Regions from separate parts of the Sus scrofa genome. Here regions 1 and 3 are each linked to region 2. Evidence: chromatin contacts called from public Hi-C and promoter capture Hi-C data. All regions are on one chromosome and are shown on one strand. The core of a region is the stretch at or near the end of the contact, and the rest is flanking DNA. Distances in the headings are between cores, read along the strand shown.

Evidence for each region. Promoter capture Hi-C pulls out the DNA fragments that hold promoters and counts their contacts. A called contact is a pair of places that touch in the nucleus more often than the background predicts.
Region 1: a contact with region 2 is called in a promoter capture Hi-C map of fetal skeletal muscle, with 6 times the contacts expected there. The contact joins the promoter of LOC100154508 here to the promoter of LOC110261483 in region 2. A contact is called at or near these places in 3 of 5 promoter capture datasets (fetal liver, fetal skeletal muscle and liver), 16 of 47 Hi-C or Micro-C datasets (alveolar macrophages, blood, differentiating spermatogonia and 12 more) and 2 of 2 datasets of contacts at active chromatin or transcription factors (alveolar macrophages and skeletal muscle).
Region 3: a Hi-C map of skeletal muscle shows a contact between it and region 2, with 8 times the contacts expected there. The contact joins the promoter of LOC110261671 here to the promoter of LOC110261483 in region 2. A contact is called at or near these places in 2 of 5 promoter capture datasets (fetal liver and fetal skeletal muscle), 15 of 47 Hi-C or Micro-C datasets (alveolar macrophages, blood, differentiating spermatogonia and 11 more) and 1 of 2 datasets of contacts at active chromatin or transcription factors (skeletal muscle).

Annotation. Positions count from the first base shown.
Region 1 is chr7:21,605,190-21,608,269 of Sscrofa11.1, forward strand. LOC100154508 (histone H2A type 1-F-like) reads right to left here and starts at 1,378. Exons shown (of 1, transcript XM_013977504.2): 1 at 869-1,378. The coding sequence starts at 1,332. The coding sequence ends at 940. LOC100525821 reads right to left here. Exons shown (of 4, transcript XM_021099852.1): 3 at 2,066-2,077. LOC100621915 (histone H2B type 1-N) reads left to right here and starts at 1,565. Exons shown (of 2, transcript XM_013977505.2): 1 at 1,565-2,049. The coding sequence starts at 1,647.
Region 2 is chr7:20,728,637-20,731,968 of Sscrofa11.1, forward strand. It overlaps LOC110261483 (histone H2A type 1), which reads right to left and starts at 1,830. Exons shown (of 1, transcript XM_021098433.1): 1 at 1,304-1,830. The coding sequence starts at 1,753. The coding sequence ends at 1,361. It also overlaps the pseudogene LOC110261489.
Region 3 is chr7:21,580,477-21,583,830 of Sscrofa11.1, forward strand. It overlaps LOC110261671 (histone H2B type 1-H-like), which reads right to left and starts at 2,046. Exons shown (of 2, transcript XM_021099844.1): 1 at 1,809-2,046; 2 at 1,567-1,806. The coding sequence starts at 1,998. The coding sequence ends at 1,619. LOC100157763 (histone H2A type 1-H) reads left to right here and starts at 2,259. Exons shown (of 1, transcript XM_001928557.5): 1 at 2,259-3,076. The coding sequence starts at 2,311. The coding sequence ends at 2,697.

The sequences.
Region 1 (3,080 bases), core at 128-2,627, 880 kb after region 2:
TATGAAATATGGTTGTTTAAAATTTAAAAACTCAAAATGCAGCTGGCTTTTAAAGAGGGAAAAAATTGAATAATTAGATTTGGATCTTCCCATATCAAATAATCACAAGTTAGAAAAGGGAAGAAAGGTAATACCTCCTTTTGTGATTGCTTGTGGTCACTTTTATTCCAAGCAGTATTATTTACATGTGATTGCAGTTGAGACATATATAGGAAATTCAAGTATTTCAGAAAACTCAAAACTTATTCCAGTGGACTAGGAATGCTATAGAAACTCGTTCTCATCAAAATTTTTCATAAGGAAAAGTACACATTGACTGATGTGGAGAATTGAAGGCCCTCTCTAGCTAGGGTGACTTGGTGATTGGAGGGAAGGGTGAGAGTGATGATGGGAGAAGGAAGTAAAAAAATTGACATCATAGGACTAAGAACCTGATATGGCAATTTACAATACCCACTTTTCATATTTGTTAAGGCAACCACTTCCAAATGTAGTTTCCATAGTGTCTTTACTTCATCATTTACGTTAAGTTCACTATGAAATGTATTCTCTACCTGAAGCTATTTAAACAAAGAATTTACCTGCCTGGATTACTACTGTATTGCCATTTAGTAAAGTGAGTGGTGCAAAGATTCTACCGATTTAGGAGAATGAGGCTAAGATCACAGGGTGCTAGTTTTTGTCTCAGGACTTTGACTCTGTAGGGGAACTACAGAGATGCGTGAATCTTGCTCTCCTCTAAATTTAATTGAGATTACTGAGGAAAACAGTTTCATGTTTAGGAAAGCAACTAACGTACTAGGGAAAGTCCCTGGCCAAACTTTGCTACCTGAAAAACAGTGCGACTTCAAAAGCACAGCTCCTTTTGTTGCTAAAGTAGGTGGCTCTGAAAAGAGCCTTTGGTTTGGGAAGGTCTGAGTTACAAAGGACACCAAACCTCTACTTGCCCTTAGGCTTGTGGTGGCTCTCAGTTTTCTTGGGCAGTAGTACCGCCTGGATGTTGGGCAGGACGCCGCCCTGAGCGATGGTGACTTTGCCCAGCAACTTGTTGAGCTCCTCGTCGTTGCGGATGGCCAGCTGCAAGTGCCGCGGAATAATGCGCGTCTTCTTGTTGTCGCGGGCCGCGTTGCCCGCCAGCTCCAGGATCTCAGCTGTCAAGTACTCCAGCACAGCAGCCAAATACACTGGCGCGCCGGCGCCAACCCGCTCGGAATAATTTCCTTTGCGGAGCAGACGGTGAACTCTTCCCACTGGGAACTGAAGTCCGGCTCGGGAAGAGCGCGTTTTAGCCTTGGCGCGAGTTTTACCACCTTGCTTACCCCGTCCAGACATGATCAATGAAATAAACACAACCGGTACAATAAGTTGTGGAGCTATACAGTAAGTGCTACCATTTATAGTCTTTACAGGGCGCGAAAATGAAAGTGTGCCATTGGCCAAAGCCGCAGTTTTTCTTAACCCAATGAAATCCTAGCTTTGAAATACACTTATTTTGATTGGTCAAAACTATCAAGTGACGTGTCCACGATTCACCACCAATCATGACTTTGCTCGCTGCCTCCTTTGTATAAGAAGCTGAGAACGGAGCAGACGGTCTCATTCTCTTTCCTTTTACCTTTGGGTTGTTCGCAGATTGATTCCTGACTATGCCTGAGCCCTCCAAGTCCGCTCCGGCCCCAAAGAAGGGCTCCAAGAAGGCGGTGACCAAGGCGCAGAAGAAGGATGGCAAGAAGCGTAAACGCAGCCGCAAGGAGAGCTACTCGGTGTACGTGTACAAGGTGCTGAAGCAGGTCCACCCCGACACCGGCATCTCGTCCAAGGCCATGGGCATCATGAACTCCTTCGTCAACGACATCTTTGAGCGCATTGCCGGCGAGGCCTCGCGGCTGGCGCATTACAACAAGCGCTCGACCATCACGTCCCGGGAGATCCAGACGGCCGTGCGCTGCTGCTGCCCGGGGAGCTGGCCAAGCACGCCGTGTCCGAGGGCACCAAGGCTGTCACCAAGTACACCAGCTCCAAGTGAGCCAGCCTGCAGCGGAGCGACTGGTAAGGCTCGTCCCACATCACAAAGGCTCTTTTCAGAGCCACTCAGTCTTCTAAAGAGACCTGGCACTCACTTTATACAGAGGTTTTTTTTATTTGCTGCAAAGAAGCAATTTCCGCTTTTTTTTTTTGATCTTGTTAGAAGTTACTTCCACTAAGATGTAGGTGGCGCTGCAGCAACGCTCAATATTGTGTTAAATGTTTATGTCGAGAAGGATCAGGTGCATGATAGACAAGTGTAGTAAAGGAAACAAAATAGTTTTTTGTTTGCTTTTTAGGGCCGCATCCTCGTGGTGTGTGGAGCTTCCCAGACTAGGGGTTGAATCAGTTGTAGCCGCTCGCCTACGCCACAGCAACGCAGGATCCTTAACCCACTGAGCGAGGCCAGGGATCGAGCCGTAACGTCATGGTTCCTAGTCGAATTCGTTTTAGCTGTGCCGCGATGGGAATTTCCAAAATACCGTTTCCTAAAACAAAACCCTCTCGCCTTTTAAAATATCACCCTGGCAAAAGCTTTCGTGAACAATCCCTTGAGAGCTCCATCTTTAATTTGAACTTAAACGTACCTGACTAAAGCGCTTGGCACACAGCAGAAAGGTACAATCATTTTTGTTTGTTTGTTTTTTTCCCCATATTTTTCTTTGGCGAGAGATGCCGGCTCTTTTCCATGAGTTTGGATTTGCCGAATAGCAAGTTGGAAAGGTAGTAAAGAAAGAAATGGAAGTGAGAACCCAGTTCAGATCTTCGCACGCATCTATCAAGTTCCACCTTGGATTGGTAGCCAATCCAGATGCTGCGCTCGCAATTTGAAGCTTACAACGGTTTCCCTTTGTGAATTAAGCCTAACTGGGAGAATTCAGGGCCCTCCCTGCGGCTTTGTGGAAAGAACTCATCATTTTCTCCACACCCTAATTTCTCTGAGTGAAATTTCTCTGTAAGGGAGGGATTAGGTCCTACTCCCTACTGTGTTTTTTTTCTCTGCATGTCCCTTGGATTTACTGTTCCTCTACTGATTGTAATAAAAATTTTAAAAT
Region 2 (3,332 bases), core at 580-3,079:
AGATTGACACTTGAAACTGGTTAACTTATGCCCTCTCCCCACGGATGCGGCGAGCCAACTGGATATCCTTGGGCATGATAGTGACACGCTTGGCGTGGATGGCACACAGGTTGGTGTCCTCGAAGAGCCCCACCAGGTAGGCCTCGCACGCCTCCTGCAGCGCCATCACGGCCGAGCTCTGGAAGCGCAGGTCCGTCTTGAAGTCCTGCGCGATCTCGCGCACCAGCCGCTGGAACGGCAGCTTGCGGATCAGCAGCTCCGTGGACTTCTGGTAGCGCCGGATCTCGCGCAGGGCCACCGTGCCGGGCCGGTAGCGGTGCGGCTTCTTCACGCCGCCGGTGGCGGGCGCGCTCTTGCGGGCCGCCTTGGTGGCCAGCTGCTTGCGCGGCGCCTTGCCGCCGGTGGACTTGCGAGCGGTCTGCTTGGTACGAGCCATAACTAACAAGCAAGGAGTTTGTCTTACAGCAACTAGTGAGAAGGAGTCAGCCACCGTTCTTTTATACAGCTAGACCTCCGACTATTGGGCCCAAGAACATTCAAACGTTCCCGCGCCCTCCCCTGATTGGTCTACTTCTGAGCCTGTGGGGCTCAAGAGCGGCTTTCAGATTGGTGAATGAGTTCACCAAAAAGACTCTGACGCCCTGACGTCATCTTATTTACCCTTTCGCCTCTATATCTATTGTGGACAATAATCTTGCATTCAAAAGCCCTAGAATTCTTAAAATTTACAAAATAATCGCACAAAACAACAAGAACTTCGTCAACGGGTTTTGTTGAGTTCAAAAACCAAAGATATTTTAGAAATGCTTAGGGAAATTTACATTTGGGTAGCATCTAAAATATTAAGGTTTTCTTGGGTGTGGCACGAATATTGTGGACAATCAGGGAGACGATTTTGAAACTAAAGGGGAGTGTCAAGGATCTATAATTTACTCTCATCTACTCGATAAAATGTGTAATGCTTTTATAAACTCCTGAATCTAGATGCATATTTATTTTTGTGTTGCATTTTTGACGAAAGTTAACCTTAAAGAAATCTGTGCTTATCACTAATAACCTTCTCTCACTCAGAAGGAAAAATCCCAAGCTCTCACCACTGGGACAGGGATGGCAGTTTAGAGTAAAATGGTTATGTCACAGGTAAAGTCCTCAAGAACAATTACTGGGGCTAAAGATTTCTTTCGGGTAATTCACTTGCTAGCTTTGACTTCTACCCTGGTACCGAAACCTTCATATAAGGGGAGAGTAATTAAAAGCATAACAGCTCTTTAAGTAGAAAAGATGGGTGGCTCTGAAAAGAGCCTTTTTTTTTTTTTTTTTCTTGATAGGAAGCAAAATACCTTGCCAAACAAGTAATACTTTACTTGCCCTTGGCTTTGTGGTGGCTCTCAGTCTTTTTAGGGAGCAACACTGCCTGGATATTTGGTAACACTCCGCCCTGAGCGATGGTCACCCGACCCAACAACTTGTTAAGTTCTTCGTCGTTGCGGATGGCCAGCTGCAAGTGGCGCGGAATGATGCGAGTCTTCTTATTGTCGCGAGCTGCATTGCCCGCCAACTCCAGGATCTCGGCGGTAAGGTACTCCAGCACTGCCGCCAGGTACACCGGAGCCCCAGCACCAACCCGCTCGGAATAGTTGCCTTTGCGGAGCAAGCGGTGCACTCGACCCACGGGGAACTGAAGACCAGCCCGAGAGGACCGAGTCTTAGCCTTAGCGCGAGCCTTACCACCCTGTTTGCCACGGCCAGACATAACTGCTAAGGAAAACAGAAAGCCTTTCTAAACAAAAGAGAAAGCGAAATAGAGCGAAGATGAGGGCGAAAGAAGTATTTATACTAACTGGAGGGAGACTGCGTGCAATTCTCCCATTGGCTATTATTAAATAACCAATGGGAGATCAGAACCAGAATCCTTCATTTGCATACAGCATTCCCATCTAGTGTCAGTTCTGTTTGCTCGTGTATTATCTTGTCTGATGTGTCTTTGTAATAGTAACAACTGAATCTATTTAGTTTTCTCAAAGTGCTATCCTTAAACGCAGTCAGATGCAGGAATGATTATTCTCATCGTTCTTACACTTGGCTACTGGGATTGTGACTCATGATTTTTGGAAAGGCATACACACATAACAATTTATAAATAGGTAACATTTAAAGGATAGGTACTTCTATGCCAGGCATTGCTTTAACTGTTCCAGCTCTTTAACTCTTGCAAAAAAAAAAAAAAAGAGGTAGACAGGAAACAAGCAATTCTTTGTCCTGGTCCAAGTCTTCTTAAACTATTTGAGCAATGGAAACTGAAGGCAAGAATTGGATAATCCAGCAAATCTTCCGTTTTATTCATCTACCGCCTTTAGACGATATATGATCCTGGAAGGTACGCACAGTAAACACTATCCTCGTCTTAGAGATTTTGAAACAGAAAGACTCAGTTTGTTCACTTTGTCCAAAGTAAACCTGAGTTAATGGGACCAAGGACTCTGAACTGAGAAAGTCGTCATCATTCCCCAGTGCCACTGCCAACCGTCTTACCCTCATTTTCTCACTTTCATGCCAAATACCGTATTGTAAGTACTTCAGTAAACTCCATCTTCCTACACTGGACCTCTTGCTCTTAGAAGGCTGAGAACTTTGCAGCACATAAGTACATGAAGTCTTGGGACTTTTAGGAAATAAGGGAACAAACACATAGCACAGAAGTACTCAAAATGAGATTAACGATGGAGTTCCCATTTGGAGCAGCGGAAACAAATCCGACCATGAGGATGTGGAGTCCAACCTTGCCTCTCTCAGTGGGTCAGGCCCTGAGCTTCAGTGTTGGTCGCAGACCCAGCTTGATCCCAAGTTGCTGTGGCTGTGGTGCAGGTGGGCAGCTGTAGCTCTAATTCGACCGGTAGCCTGGAAACTTCCATATGCTGCACATGTAGCACTAAAAAAAAAAAGAGAGAGAGAGAGAGATTAACATATGTATTATTAAACATTATACTAATATTACTGTAGAGTCTGTCTGGTCTTAAACCATCAGAAAATCAAGAGAGGTTATGAACAAAACTCTTTTTTCTCTTAATGATACATGAGATAGAAATAAATGGGGTCCTGTCAGTGACTTCTTAGCACAGTAGCAGCGCGTCAGTCTCATAAATGGGGTCCAGATGGAGGCAAATTATTATTTCATGACTTTTTTTTTTTTTAGGGCCACACCCACGGCATATGGAAGTTCCCAGGCTATGGGTTGAATTGGAGCTGCAGCTGCCAGCCTATGCCACAGGCACAGCAATGCTAGATCCAAGCCACTTCTGTGACCTACCCCACAGCTCAGGGCAACACTGTAT
Region 3 (3,354 bases), core at 796-3,295, 850 kb after region 2:
CAAGTCATAAGTGTTAGTTTCAGATGCAAGATTGCATTCTACTTCAAAGCTGGTGTCAGGCGGTCCTGGGGTGAGTTCTGGTGGTCCTGGAGGTTATCTCACCATGACCCTCTTTCTGGAATGAGGAATGCTTCAACAAGTAAACATCTTCCATTTGTTGGGGGTTTTAGTTCTGCAGAACTCAAAGATACATGTGTATCCCTCAAGGAGGAACCAGGACCCTGCCCCAAGGCTGCACTATTGTTTCTTGAATGCTCCTCCCTGTTGTCTGCATCTTCTCCCTTTCCTGATTAGCAACTATTTGGGACCCAGGGAAGGTCCTGAAAGAAGCCTATTCCTCCAAACAAGAAATGGGAGACACAGAAAGGCTTTTGTGCCCAGGAGCCCCACAGGGTCCTGCTCAGTTTCATGTGCTCCCAGGACTTTCCATTCACATCTCTACTCGTTATCTCACATGTGTTTTACTTATTGACAATGTGAACGTATGATTCCAAATATAAAGTGCATAAAAGGGTTACAATTAGAAAGATCCCTCTCTCCAACCCTCTCCTTGTGTTACCAAGTGCAAGCTTGTTCTGCCTGCTGCAGGACAGGTCAACAAATTGGGAGATGAGGTGTCGGGGCAAGGAATAACTTTATTCGGAAAGTCGGGAGTCTCAGCTATCAGACTAATGTCCTAGAGAACCATCTGACTGGAGTCTGGATGCTAGTTTCTTTTGGGGGGTTTCGGGGAAGGAGGCCAGGCCAGGAATGGAATACCACAGCAGTAATCAGATCCAGAGCAGTGACAATGCTTGATCCTTAGCCAGCTGAGCCACCACAGAATTCTATGTATTTTCAACATAGCAAGGCCGAGGCAAGGCAGGGAAGGACTAGGGTAATGGTGATTCTAAGCGTCACGGTAAGGTGCTGTGTGACATCCAGAGCATCACCAAGCCCATTAGGTTCCTTGCCCGCAGCGATGGAGTCAAGAGCACCTGGTTCCCTCTAGATATCCACCAGGCGCTGAGATTTTTTTTAAGACACCGTGATCCTGACGGCGTTAACCTACTTAAATACGCCAAGCCGAAGACTGCCTGGCTATGGACTTTGTTCCCTGAAGCACCAGAGCCAAACCCTCTATGCCCTTAGCGGCGATTCCCCTGTATCTTATATTTCCGTCAACTTGTAAAGGCTCTTTTCACGAATACTTATTTGTCTCTTAAGGAGTTAGAAAGCTCTTCAGATCACATCTTGTAGCTGGATCACTTGTTCTTTAGTTCCTGCATTTTCACAGGGCATTGTGACCTGCTGCAAAATGATGAGGGGAAGGACTGCAGTGTACAAGTTTGTAGTACCTGTACACGTAGACAGCAGAAGTCGAAAATTATAGGCTTCCAGGTGCCACTTACAGAAGGTACTAAAAATCATTTGAATCTAGGGGACTCGAGTTCCTTCCCTGAACACCTGTCAGATAAACCGCAAGTTTGGGGCAAGTGTTATTTTCAATTACCACCCAGAGCCCTACGCACTTCACCCCGCCCCTCCAAGAGACAGACAAAGCACCACAGCTCTTTTTTGAAAAAGGTTAGGTGGCTCTGAAAAGAGCCTTTGGGTTTGACACTGCCTACGAACACATTTACTTGGAGCTGGTGTACTTGGTGACAGCCTTGGTGCCCTCGGACACGGCGTGCTTGGCCAACTCCCCGGGCAGCAGCAGGCGCACGGCCGTCTGGATCTCCCGGGACGTGATGGTCGAGCGCTTGTTGTAATGCGCCAGCCGCGAGGCCTCGCCCGCGATACGCTCAAAGATGTCGTTGACGAAGAGTTCATGATGCCCATGGCCTTGGACGAGATGCCGGTGTCGGGGTGGACCTGCTTCAGCACCTTGTACACGTACACCGAGTAGCTCTCCTTGCGGCTGCGCTTGCGCTTCTTGCCGTCCTTTTTCTGCGCCTTAGTCACGGCTTTCTTGGAGCCTTTTTTGGGGGCAGGAGCGGACTTAGCTGGATCAGGCATGATGAAGTCTGGCGTTCGATGTAAAATGAACAGCCGAAGGCCAGAGAGGCGCCTCTTTAAGGGCTAGGGTTTATGCAAATGAGGTGGAAACAAGCTTTCTGGCGATTGGCTGTTACTCTCCACTGACCTCACAGATCTGTTTTACCCAATCAAGGAACGCATCCTATCTAGTCGTGTTTCCATTGGTCAAAACGAAAGTGAAACGTTAGCCAATCGTACAGCTTCCTTTTCGCGCCCTGCAGTGGCTATAAACTGTGGTTTCGGGACCTCAGACTCAGTCATCTTTGACAACTGCTGTTCAGTCTCCCAGTTATGTCTGGACGAGGAAAGCAAGGGGGTAAAGCTCGCGCCAAGGCCAAAACCCGGTCCTCACGGGCTGGCCTTCAGTTTCCGGTGGGCCGAGTGCACCGCCTGCTTCGTAAAGGCAACTATGCTGAACGGGTCGGCGCAGGTGCTCCGGTGTACCTGGCGGCGGTGCTGGAGTATCTGACCGCAGAAATCCTAGAGCTGGCGGGCAACGCAGCTCGTGACAACAAGAAGACACGCATCATCCCGCGTCACCTACAGCTGGCCATCCGCAACGACGAGGAACTCAACAAGCTGCTGGGCAAAGTTACCATCGCTCAGGGCGGTGTCCTGCCCAACATCCAGGCCGTGCTGTTGCCCAAGAAGACCGAGAGCCACCACAAAGCCAAATAAGTACTCGGCATAAAAACAACAAAACAAAAGGCTCTTTTCAGAGCCACTTCTATCATCATAAAAAGGTGACACTTGCATTTCCAATTAGCTTACCTCTTGTATTTAGCAGCCCTTGTCAACAAAATGACATTTGTGTTAGACTAGTTCAAAGGCCAATGAATCTGCAAGATTCTAGACTGACTCATGATTTAATATTGAGATGTCAAGAGTATTCTAAACTTGGTTGAAACAACGACGGTATTGGATGCTGTTAAGCTCATTCTAAGAATAATGATGAAGACAGTTGTTATTTCAAGAAATGCAGGCACAAAGTAGTGCATTTGTTTTCAATAAATTCTTATGACACGTGTCATTCGTTAAAGATACAATGTTAATAAAACACCACTTATCCCAAAGAAAATCTAACAGGGAGAAACCAAAACAAGGTGCAATGTAGCAAGAGATAAGCACAGGAATATAAAGGGAGCATAGAGGGGTAAATTCTGAGGTAACAGCTTGTTTGAGGATTAAAGGAAATTGGGAAGTAGAGGAAACTGCAGAGATTGCAGCAGAGAATAGGCATCACCAAACTCATGGCTTGTAAGTGCAGGCAAATAACAAAGTTCAATATTGGCAAATAAGGCAGAGAGAGCTGTAGGACACTTCATTGCTAATGCT